Linked DNA regions of Ovis aries: region 2 is linked to region 1. The links are chromatin contacts, called in public Hi-C maps. All regions are on one chromosome and are shown on one strand. The core of a region is the stretch at or near the end of the contact, and the rest is flanking DNA. Distances in the headings are between cores, read along the strand shown.

What was found. Hi-C and Micro-C count contacts between places; a contact is called where the count stands out from the background.
Region 2: a contact with region 1 is called in a Hi-C map of tail adipose tissue, with 4 times the contacts expected there. The contact joins the promoter of POLD3 here to the enhancer-like site in region 1. A contact is called at or near these places in 3 of 16 Hi-C or Micro-C datasets (skin fibroblasts and tail adipose tissue).

The regions. Positions count from the first base shown.
Region 1 is chr15:52,341,684-52,346,345 of ARS-UI_Ramb_v3.0, reverse strand. It overlaps a transcript of P4HA3 not described here. Among named protein-coding and RNA genes, the nearest start is that of TRNAE-UUC, 41 kb to the right of the region's middle. Within about 2 kb of position 3,330, at least 5 of the 54 cell types and tissues checked have an H3K27ac peak or open chromatin away from gene starts, as enhancers often do. A contact at or near this core is called in tail adipose tissue, where this site is marked.
Region 2 is chr15:52,614,181-52,619,301 of ARS-UI_Ramb_v3.0, reverse strand. It overlaps POLD3 (DNA polymerase delta 3, accessory subunit), which reads right to left and starts at 1,725. Exons shown (of 13, transcript XR_001020892.5): 1 at 1,559-1,725.

The sequences.
Region 1 (4,662 bases), core at 2,081-4,580:
GGTGATCTGTTTTATCTATAGTAGTGTGTATATGTTAGCCACAGACTCCTAATTTACCCCCCGCCCTTTTCCCCTCTGGTGACCATAAGCTTGTTTTCTATGTCTGTGAGTCTGTTTCTGGTTTGTAAATAAGTTCTTTTGTATCATTTTTTTAGGTTCCACATATAAGCAGTATCATGAGATATTTGTCTCTCTTTGTCTAGCTTACTTTACTTAGTATGATAATCTTTAAGTGCATCTATGGACTAGAAAGAAATAGAAAATATGAATTACCAATTCCTATTTACCAGTACTTAAACAAAATTCTCCAAGCCAGGCTTCAGCAATACGTGAACCGTGAACTTCCAGACGCTCAAGTTGGTTTTAGGAAAGGCAGAGGAACCAGAGGTCAAATTGCGAACATCCACTGGATCATGGAAAAAGGAAGAGAGGTCCAGAAAAACATCTATTTCTGTTTTATTGACTATGCCAAAGCCTTTGACTGTGTGGATCACAACAAACTGTGGAAAATTCTGAAAGAGATGGGAATACCAGACCATCTGACCTGCCTGTTGAGAAACCTGTAAGCAGGTCAGGAAGCAACAGTTAGAACTGGACATGGAACAGACTGGTTCCAAATAGGAAAAGGAGTATGTCAAGGCTGTATATTGTCACCTTGCTTATTTAACTTATATGCAGAGAACATCATGAGAAATGCTGGGCTGGAAGAAGCACAAGCTGGAATCAAGATTGCCGGGAGAAATATCAATCACCTCAGATATGCAGATGACACCACCCTTAAGGCAGAAAGTGAAGAGGAACTCAAAAGCCTCTGATGAAAGTGAAAAAGAGAGTGAAAAAGTTGGCTTAAAGCTCAACATTCAGAAAATGAAGATCATGGCATCTGGTCCCATCATTTCATGGGAAATAGATGGGGAAACAGTGGAAACAGTGTCAGACTTTATTTTTGGGGGCTCCAAAATCACTGCAGATGGTGACTGCAGCCATGAAATTAAAAGACGCTTACTCCTTGGAAGGAAAGTTATGACCAATCTAGATAGCGTATTCAAAAGCAGAGATGTTACTTTGCCAACAAAGGTCCGTCTAGTCAATTACGGTTTTTCCGTAATTGGTCATGTATGGATGTGAGAGTTGGACTATGAAGAAAGCTGAGCGCTGAAGAATTGATGCTTTTGAACTGTGGTGTTGGAGAAGACTCTTGAGAGTCCCTTGGACTGCAAGGAGATCCAACCAGTTCGTTCTAAAGGAAATCAGTCCTGGGTGTTCTTTGGAAGGACTGATGCTAAAGCTGAAACTCCAATACTTTGGCCACCTGATGCGAAGAGTTGACTCACTGGAAAAGACTCTGATGCTGGGAGGGATTGGGGGCAGGAGGAAAAGGGGACGACAGAGGATGAGATGGCTGGATGGCATCACCGACTCAGACATGAGTTTGGGTGAACTCTGGGAGTTGGTGATGGACAGGGAAGCCTGGCGTGTTGCAGTTCCTGGGGTCGCAAAGAGTCAATTCATGGGGTCGCAAAGAGTCAGACACGACTGAGCGACCGAACTGAAACTAATCAGTGTAAAACTCCCAACAGAACTCCCAGGTGGCACCAGTGGGAAAGAGCCCGCCTGCCAGTGCAGGAAACATTAAGAGACATGGGTTTGATCCCCAGGTCAGGAAGATCCCCTGAAGAAGAGCACAGCAACCCACTCCAGTATTGTTGCCTGGAGAATCCCATGGGGACAGAGGAGCCTGGTGGGCTACAGTCCCTAGGGTCAGACAGGACTGAAGTGACTTAGCACACATGCAGTACACACGCAGCAACGAACAAGTCCAGCACCAGATGCCTTCACAGGCAAATTCTACCAAACATTTAAAGAGTTAACACTTATCCTTCTGAAACAATTCCAAAAAAAACTGCAGAGGAAGGAACACTTCCAAGCTCATTCTATGAGGCCACCATCACTATGATACCAAAACCAGACAAAGATATCACAAAACAGAGAGAAAATTACAAGCCAGTATCACTGATGTAGATGCAGAAGTCCTCACTGAAATGCTAGCAGACTGACTCCAGTAAAAAGGATCATACAGTATGATCCAGTCGGATTTATCTCAGGGATGCAAGGATTCTTCAACATCCACACATCAGTGTGATATACCACATTAACAAATTGAATAAAAATTATATGATCATCTCAATAGACGCAGAAAAAGCTTTTGATAAAATTAAACATCCGTTTATGATAAAAACTCTCCAGAAAGTGGGCAAAGAAGGAACCTACCTCAACATAGTAAAGGCCATATATGACAAACCCACATCTAACATACTCAGTGGTGAAAAACTGAAACATTGATTATCAGGGGGGAAAAAAACCTCTCTCCTTGTATTGCTCAGTTAACTACCCAGTTAACTGTTTCCTCCATCCACCTATATGGCCAGCCAGTTGGCTAGTCTCAGGTTCCGAGGTTTCGCCTGGCTACAGGCTGGGTTTCTAGCAAACTGCTGGGAGAGGAAGCCAGCTCTAGGAATATGGGAGCCTCTTGAGTTTACATAACTTTCTGAGCCCTGGACCCAGACTGAGAATGTGTTGACTCTGGCCACTGATGGGGCAGCCAGCTGGGGCAGAAGAGTTGGCTTGAAGATTACAAACAAAACACTGTCCCTGCAGTAAAGGGTATGACTGCTGTTTGCTTTCTCAACTCCTGCTGTAGATTCTCTTCTTACTTTCCTCTTGTTAAAAGTCATGACCCTCTTAATTCCCCAGCTCCAGTTTTGATGACACAGGCCCTTGAATCCAACTTAAGGGTCCTTGGCACCTCACTGTCCAAATCTGTTTGTTTTATCCATTCCACCTCTAAAATATCGAGCCTTTCTCCTCCCCTCATCCCTGCAGCACTTACCTAGTTCAGAATACTTTTGCCTTTTACCTAGACTACCACTGCCTCTGTACTGCTATCTAGTCCAGTGCCTGCAGTCCAGTTCCACAGGTACCAGAGTGACTCTCCTTAGTGTCTGGCAACTCGCCATCTTGCCACTATAGGCCTTTATATCCTGCCTCCTCCAGCGTCTCCTGTCACAGCTTTTACTCCAGCCACACTGATCATACTCATCTACCAGCCATGTCAGACTGACCTTGGTGGGCTTGTGCATGCTGCCTGCTAGCCCTACAGTGTACTTCCCTTCTCCACCTCCACCTTGTAATGATGCTTCAAAGCTCAACTCACATGCTACCTACTTTGTGAAACTATCCCTTGCCTGTTTCCAAAGAGGTTTAGTTGTCCCCTTCCCTTTGTACAGTGTGGTCACTGTTTCGATAATGGTCTTTCTAGACTATGAGCTCATTTGAAAGGCCTCATTATTTATCTCTGTCTCCAGAGTCAACTGGAAGCTTGGCACAGAGCAACTGCTCAGGTTTGCTTAGTCAGCAAATAAATGTTTGTAATAGCAGCTTTAGAAGAGGATAACAAGAAGTCGTGCCCAACTCTCCTCAGCCCTTTGAGTCTTCTCAATCACAAGATTCTGGCCCCCAACATTAGATCTGTGTCTGCCCTATTTGCCCACCTTCTTCTTTCAGGAAGTTCTCCTTGGACATTCTTTAGTGTATGTGTCTGACAGATTGTCCTCTGGTTTGACGCAAATATGTTCCTTCTGGCTTTGTGGAAATACTTCATTCAAAGGGTCCAAGGGTCTCCTTTATTCTCTTCCTGAGTTTGGAGTGCTGATCTGTAGGCTTCACAAGGATGCTATATCCAGCACATAGTAGGTGCTCCTTAAAGAGTATATTATGTGGAAACCAACACAATACTATAAAGCAATTACCCTTCAATTTAAAAAAAAAATACATTATCTGAACATATGAATGGTCTCTTCTCTACTAGGAGATAGTGCAATGCTCAAAGATCCTGCCACCTCCTAGCCATGTCTGTGGGCAAGTCATTTTACATCTCTGAAATTCAGTTTCTTTGCCTTCAAATTGGGGAAAAACTGGATAGCTACATGGAAAAGACTGAAATTAGAACATTCTCTAACATCTTAAAATGGATTAAAGACCTAATAAAATAAACTCAGAATGGATTAAAGACCTAAATATAAGACCAGATACTGGACTTCCCTGGTGGCTCAGTGGTAAAGAATCCACCTGCCAACACAGGAGATTCAAGTTCAATCCCTGGTCTGGGAAGATTCCATATACTGTGGAGCAACTAAGCCCATGTACCACAACTACTGAGCCTGTGCTCCACAACAGGAGATGCTACTGTAATGAGAAGCCCATGCATTGCAACTCGAGAGTAGCCCCTGCTCTCCACAACTAGAAGCAATGAAGATTCAGCACAAAAATAACAAAATCATTAAGAAAAAAGACTAGATACTATAAAAATCTCTGAAGGAAAACATAGAACACTCTTTGACATATAATCACAGTGATTTGTTTTGGATCTGTTGCCTAAAGTGATGGAAATAAAAGCAAAAATAAACAAATGGGACCTAATTAAACTTAAAAGCTTTTGCACAGCAAAGTACAGTGTAAACAAAATGAAAGGAAAACCTACAGAATGGGAGAAAATATTTGCAAATGATGTGAACGACAAGGAATTAATTTCCAAAATATACAGACAACTCATATAGCTCAGTATCAAAATAACCCAATCCAAAAATGGGCAGAAAATCTAAA
Region 2 (5,121 bases), core at 476-2,975, 270 kb before region 1:
AATACAAGAATCTAAAAAGGTTGAATATACAAAGAAAAAGCTCTCAATTTCCTTACACTCCCTGTTTCACCCTGGTCCTTCTTTTCACATTTCTGTCCTTTTATGGGGCCACCACCAAAAACTATTCTCAAACTCACTCAGAAACTTAAGTTACTTTGGAGTGTACAACTCAGAAACTTCTGAAGAAAGTTGCAGCCACATAAATAATAAAGGGCACAGGTGGTGCAGGGGTCAGGGAATGAGTGAAGTGGATGAATACTCTATCAGAGGTTAGATTGGGAATTACTGGCCTCAAGCTTTGCTCTTCCTTCCATTCTTCCTTGAACTGTCATTTGCCACTTCCTTGTAACCTGTCACCCTCCCCTCAAAGCCTTCCAATTCGAAATGCTGAGTTTCCAGTAATTAGAAGACTTAGCACAGATTGGGCAAAGACAGTGTGATGTAGAGGAAAGCAACAGCAGAACAGACATAGACTGGAAAATTGATTATCCCGTGTGTGTGTGTGTGTGTGTGTGTGTGTGTGTGTGTGTTAGTCTCCCAGTCGTGTCCTACTCTTTGTGACTCTCATGGACTATAGCCCAGTAGGCGCCTCTGTCCATGGAATTCTCCAGGCAAAAATACTGGAGTGGTTGCCATTCCCTTCTCCCAGGAGATCTTCCCAACCCAAGGATCAAACCTACATCTCCTGCGTGGATTATCCCTTACTAACCACAAGTTAATCTTCCCTGGTGGCGCAGAGGTTAAAGCGTCTGCCTCCAATGCGGGAGGCCCAGGTTCGATCCCTGGGTCCGGAAGATCCCCTGGAGAAGGAAATGGTAACCCACTCCAGTATTCTTGCCTGGAGAATCCCATGGACGGAGAAGCCTGGTAGGCTACAGTCCACGGGGTCGCAGAGTCGGACACGACTGAGCGACTTCACCTTCCTTCAATCACAAGTTATTGGCCCCTCTGCTTCAACTACCTTTTCTAAGGCTACTCCCACCGACCTCTATGGGTCACTGTAGAAAAGTAAACGCAATAATGTATATCCAAAGCTCACAGTAGGCACTCAATCATCACGATTTGAGAAACCCTCTCACATCCATCGTCTCACTTGATCTTTACTTCAACCCTGTAAGGCAGGTCAAGCCTGAATCAATAACAAACTTCGAGGAAAACGAAACCAACTGACGGTCGGATTAAACAACCTGTTACTTAACCCGGTCAAAACACAATTTCCTCAACTGTAAACTTGAGACTTCAAACGCCAACCACCTTGCCAGAAACGTGTAGAGACACCTTAGAAACAACATCAACTAAGGCTCCTCCCTCCCCGCCCGACCTCCGTGGCCCTCGGTCTGCGCAGAGCCCAGCACGCCCACCCGAGGAACCTGGATCTGCCGGCGGGGCAGAAGTCCTCCCCGGCGAGTCCCCGCCCTGCCTGGGGCATCAGGAGTGGGGACCGTCTCCACTGGACCAGCCCCATGCGGGAACACGCAGAGGGATCAAGGCCCCTGCCGCCCTCGCTGGGCCCGAACCCCCAGTCGCACGCCCGCATTCCCCAGTCCTAGCTCCTCACGATCTTGTTCTGGTCCGTGACGAACTCGTCTATATTTTCCAGATAAAACTGGTCCGCCATGGTGCCGCGGCGTTCTGCTCCGCCGCAGCTGAGCTCCCCTAGCCGCCACAACCGCAGCTCCCGCCGGCGGGAAACGTCTTTTCTCCCTCCCAGGTCCCGGGTCGTTTCCCACGGCAACGAAGGCGACGCGCTACGGCGGCCGCTCGAGGGTCAAACTAGTCTCGGAGGCGGCGCAGGCTGAAGTAGGTGGAGCTAACAGGAGCTGACGGAAGGGAGGAACAAGGGGCTCAGGCGTGGTCTGGAACGGCTGACTGTAGAACCTTAGTGTCAATCCAGGCTCTGCCAGTTCGTGGCTGACACACTGCAAGACACCTCACCTCTCTAGGAGTCGCGGTCTTCCCACCCGTAAACTGATGAAATAATCTTGCCCTGTCACACATTGAGTCAATGAATATTAATTAGGTACCTAGCCTGTTTCCAGCCACTTCCTAGGCACTAGGACACAGCAGTGAACAATAAAGACAGAAATAAATATTAAAAGTCCTGCCAGCTGGGATAAAGTACTGCCTGTTACAATCTCTCAGAATTGAGAGATTAGGGAAAGTTTTCCAGAATGAATGAGAGAGGGGATGTTTGCTGGGAAGAGAATAGTTTTCATTATAGCTGAAATGTTGGGAGAAAAGGACACGAGGAGAGATGAGACGAAGGAAGAAGCCAAACTATGCTGTGCCTACAAGGTTTGCGTTAAAGGGCACGTGAACTCTATTCTCAAGAATTGGGGAATTTCAAATAAAATTTCTCCTAACATCAGCTAAAAAAAAATCCTTCCGTATAAGCTGTGTATTTCAGAACGGCAGCACAGTGAATAATGGAGCTGGCACTAGAGTTAGGGTTTTGATATTTGTTGTGTGAACTTAGGTAAATTGCTTAACCACTGCAAGCTTGTTTCCACATCTGTAAGATGGATATAGTAATAGCCAGAGAAGGCGATGGCACCCCACTCCAGTACTCTTGCCTGGAAAATCCCATGGGCGGCAGAGCCTGGTAGGCTGCAGTCCATGGGGTCACTAAGAGTCGGACACGACTGAGCGACTTCACTTTCACTTTCACTTTCATGCATTGGAGAAGGAAATGGCAACCCACTCCAGTAATCTTGCCTGGAGAATCCCAGGGACCGGGGAGCCTGGTTGGCTTCCATCTATGGGATCGCACAGAGTCGGACATGACTGAAACGACTTTGCAGCAGTAGCAGCAGTAATAGCACCCACTTCAAATGTTTGTTGCAACATGCATTCATTCAGGATATAGTTAGCAAAAGCCTAGTAGGGGCCTGGCATTGTTCTGCAGATACAGCTGTGATCAATAACATAGGGAGCCTGTCCAAATGTAGCTTACATTTTCTTGGAGATTTTTGAGTGAGGGATCATAGCAGCTTAAAAATTAATTTCTAGTGTACTAGAAATTGAGAACCCAGTAAACTTGGTTTCCTTTTGAGTCAGGAAAACCCACTAATGAATTAGATGAGTGGAGAATGAGAAAGATGGTAATAAAAATTGCCTAGACTTGGAACCTAAATCTATATGTTAATAGTGATATATTTGACTGTGAGATATGAAGACTGAGAGAAAGTGCAAATGAGAAAATTAAAGAATTTTATTTGGCCAGAATATAAACCAGATAATATATACATAACCCTTGTGCCATGCCTGCACATGATGAAATCAACAGTTAGTATCTGTACTTGGGATTGGTGGGCTTCCCTGGTGGCTCAGATGGTAAAGAATCCACCTTCAATGTGGGAGACCTGGGTCAGGAAGATCCCCTGGAGAATGGAATTGGCTACCCACTCTAGTATTCTTGCCTGGAGAATTCCGTGGTCAGAAGAGCCTGTTGGGCAGTCCATGGGGTCACAAAGAGTCAGACACAACTGAGCAACTAACACACACACTTAGACTGGTGACACTGGCTTTGCTGGTGGCTCAGATGGTAAAGAATCTGCCTGCAGTGAGAGAGACCCAGGTTCAATCCCTGTGCCAGGAAGATCCCCTGGAGAAGGAAATGGCAACTCACTCCAGTATTCTTATCTGGGAAATCCCATGGACAGAGGAGCTTGGAAGGCTACAGTCATGGGGTCGCAAAGAATTGGACACAACTGGGCGACTAACACACTCCCTGGTGACATTGAGCAGAGGAGTGAAAGAGGCACAAGCGCCAGATTTCAGTGATTCAAGAAGTGAGGAAGAATGAGAAAAAGAACTGAAGATAGAGCGTAGAGACAACTCTGGCTAATTAACTCCGTGAAACAGAGAGGAGAGTGGGGTGAGGATCATGACTTTCACAACAAGTCTGTCTGAGCAACAGGGGTGGGAGATGGTGGTGGGTGTTTGTCTGGGAAGGAAGTAAGATAGGCCTTCTGGAGTCTTTTCTATGTAGAAGATCCTCATGCAGGCTTGCCTCAGAAACTGCAGGCCTGAATCTGCAGGAGGAGAGCTTGTGACACACCCTCAATTCCCATTGAATGGAAATTTTTCCAAAGGCCTTTTTCCCCCTGGATTCCCAGCAGCCAGCATGGCCATCGCTGGCAGGGCGTAGGCCCTTAACAAATATTTGTTGACTGATAACTAAATGGCAGAATGAGTAGATGGATGGATGAATGGAATTGAATTAAACATTGTTCTGCTCTATAATCCCTCTTGTTGATTTTCAGAACATTGTGGAAGGTTTTGTCTTTCCTTTCCATCCACCTCTGAAATGGTTACATAGTCTATTATCAGCGGGAGCATTATTGATAAATTAACTGGGGAGATTCAGCTGCCTTCAAAGTCCCAGTGATCAGAAAGAGGGGACAAGGGGTGACCTTTTGTGGACAAAAGTCAGGACCAAGCCCATATCCTAAACAGGCTTGAGACTTGCAAAGAACACTGCTGCTGGAGACTCCAAAGGGAGGCGCCATGCATTCCTACATGTACAATCTTTATAGACAGGATTTTATCTAGTAAACACTCCATATACTTTGAGTTGACTAATTTGAAGCGTCTTTAGTTCAGTTCAGTTCAGTTCAGTTGCTCAGTCATGTCTGACTCTGCAACCCCATGAATCACAGCACGCCAGGCCTCCCTGTCCATCACCATCTCCCAGAGTTCACTCAAACTTACATCCATCGAGTCGGTGATGCCATCCAGCCATCTCATCCTCGGTCGTCACCTTCTTCTCCTGCCCCCATCCCCCCCAGCATCAGAGTCTTTTCCAATGAGTCAACTCTTCACATGAGGTGGCCAAAGTACTGGAGCTTCAGCTTTAGCATCATTCCTTCCAAAGAAATCCCAGGGTTGCTCTCCTTCAGAATGGACTGGTTGGATCTCCTTGCAGTCCAAGAGACTCTCAAGAGTCTCCTCCAAGACCACAGTTCAAAAGCATCAATTCTTCGGTGCTCAGCCTTCTTCACAGTCCAACTCTCACATCCATACATGACCACTGCAAAAACCATAGCCTTGACTAGAAGGACCTTAGTTGGCAAAGTAATGTCTCTGCTTTTGAATATACTGTCTAGGTTGGTCATAACT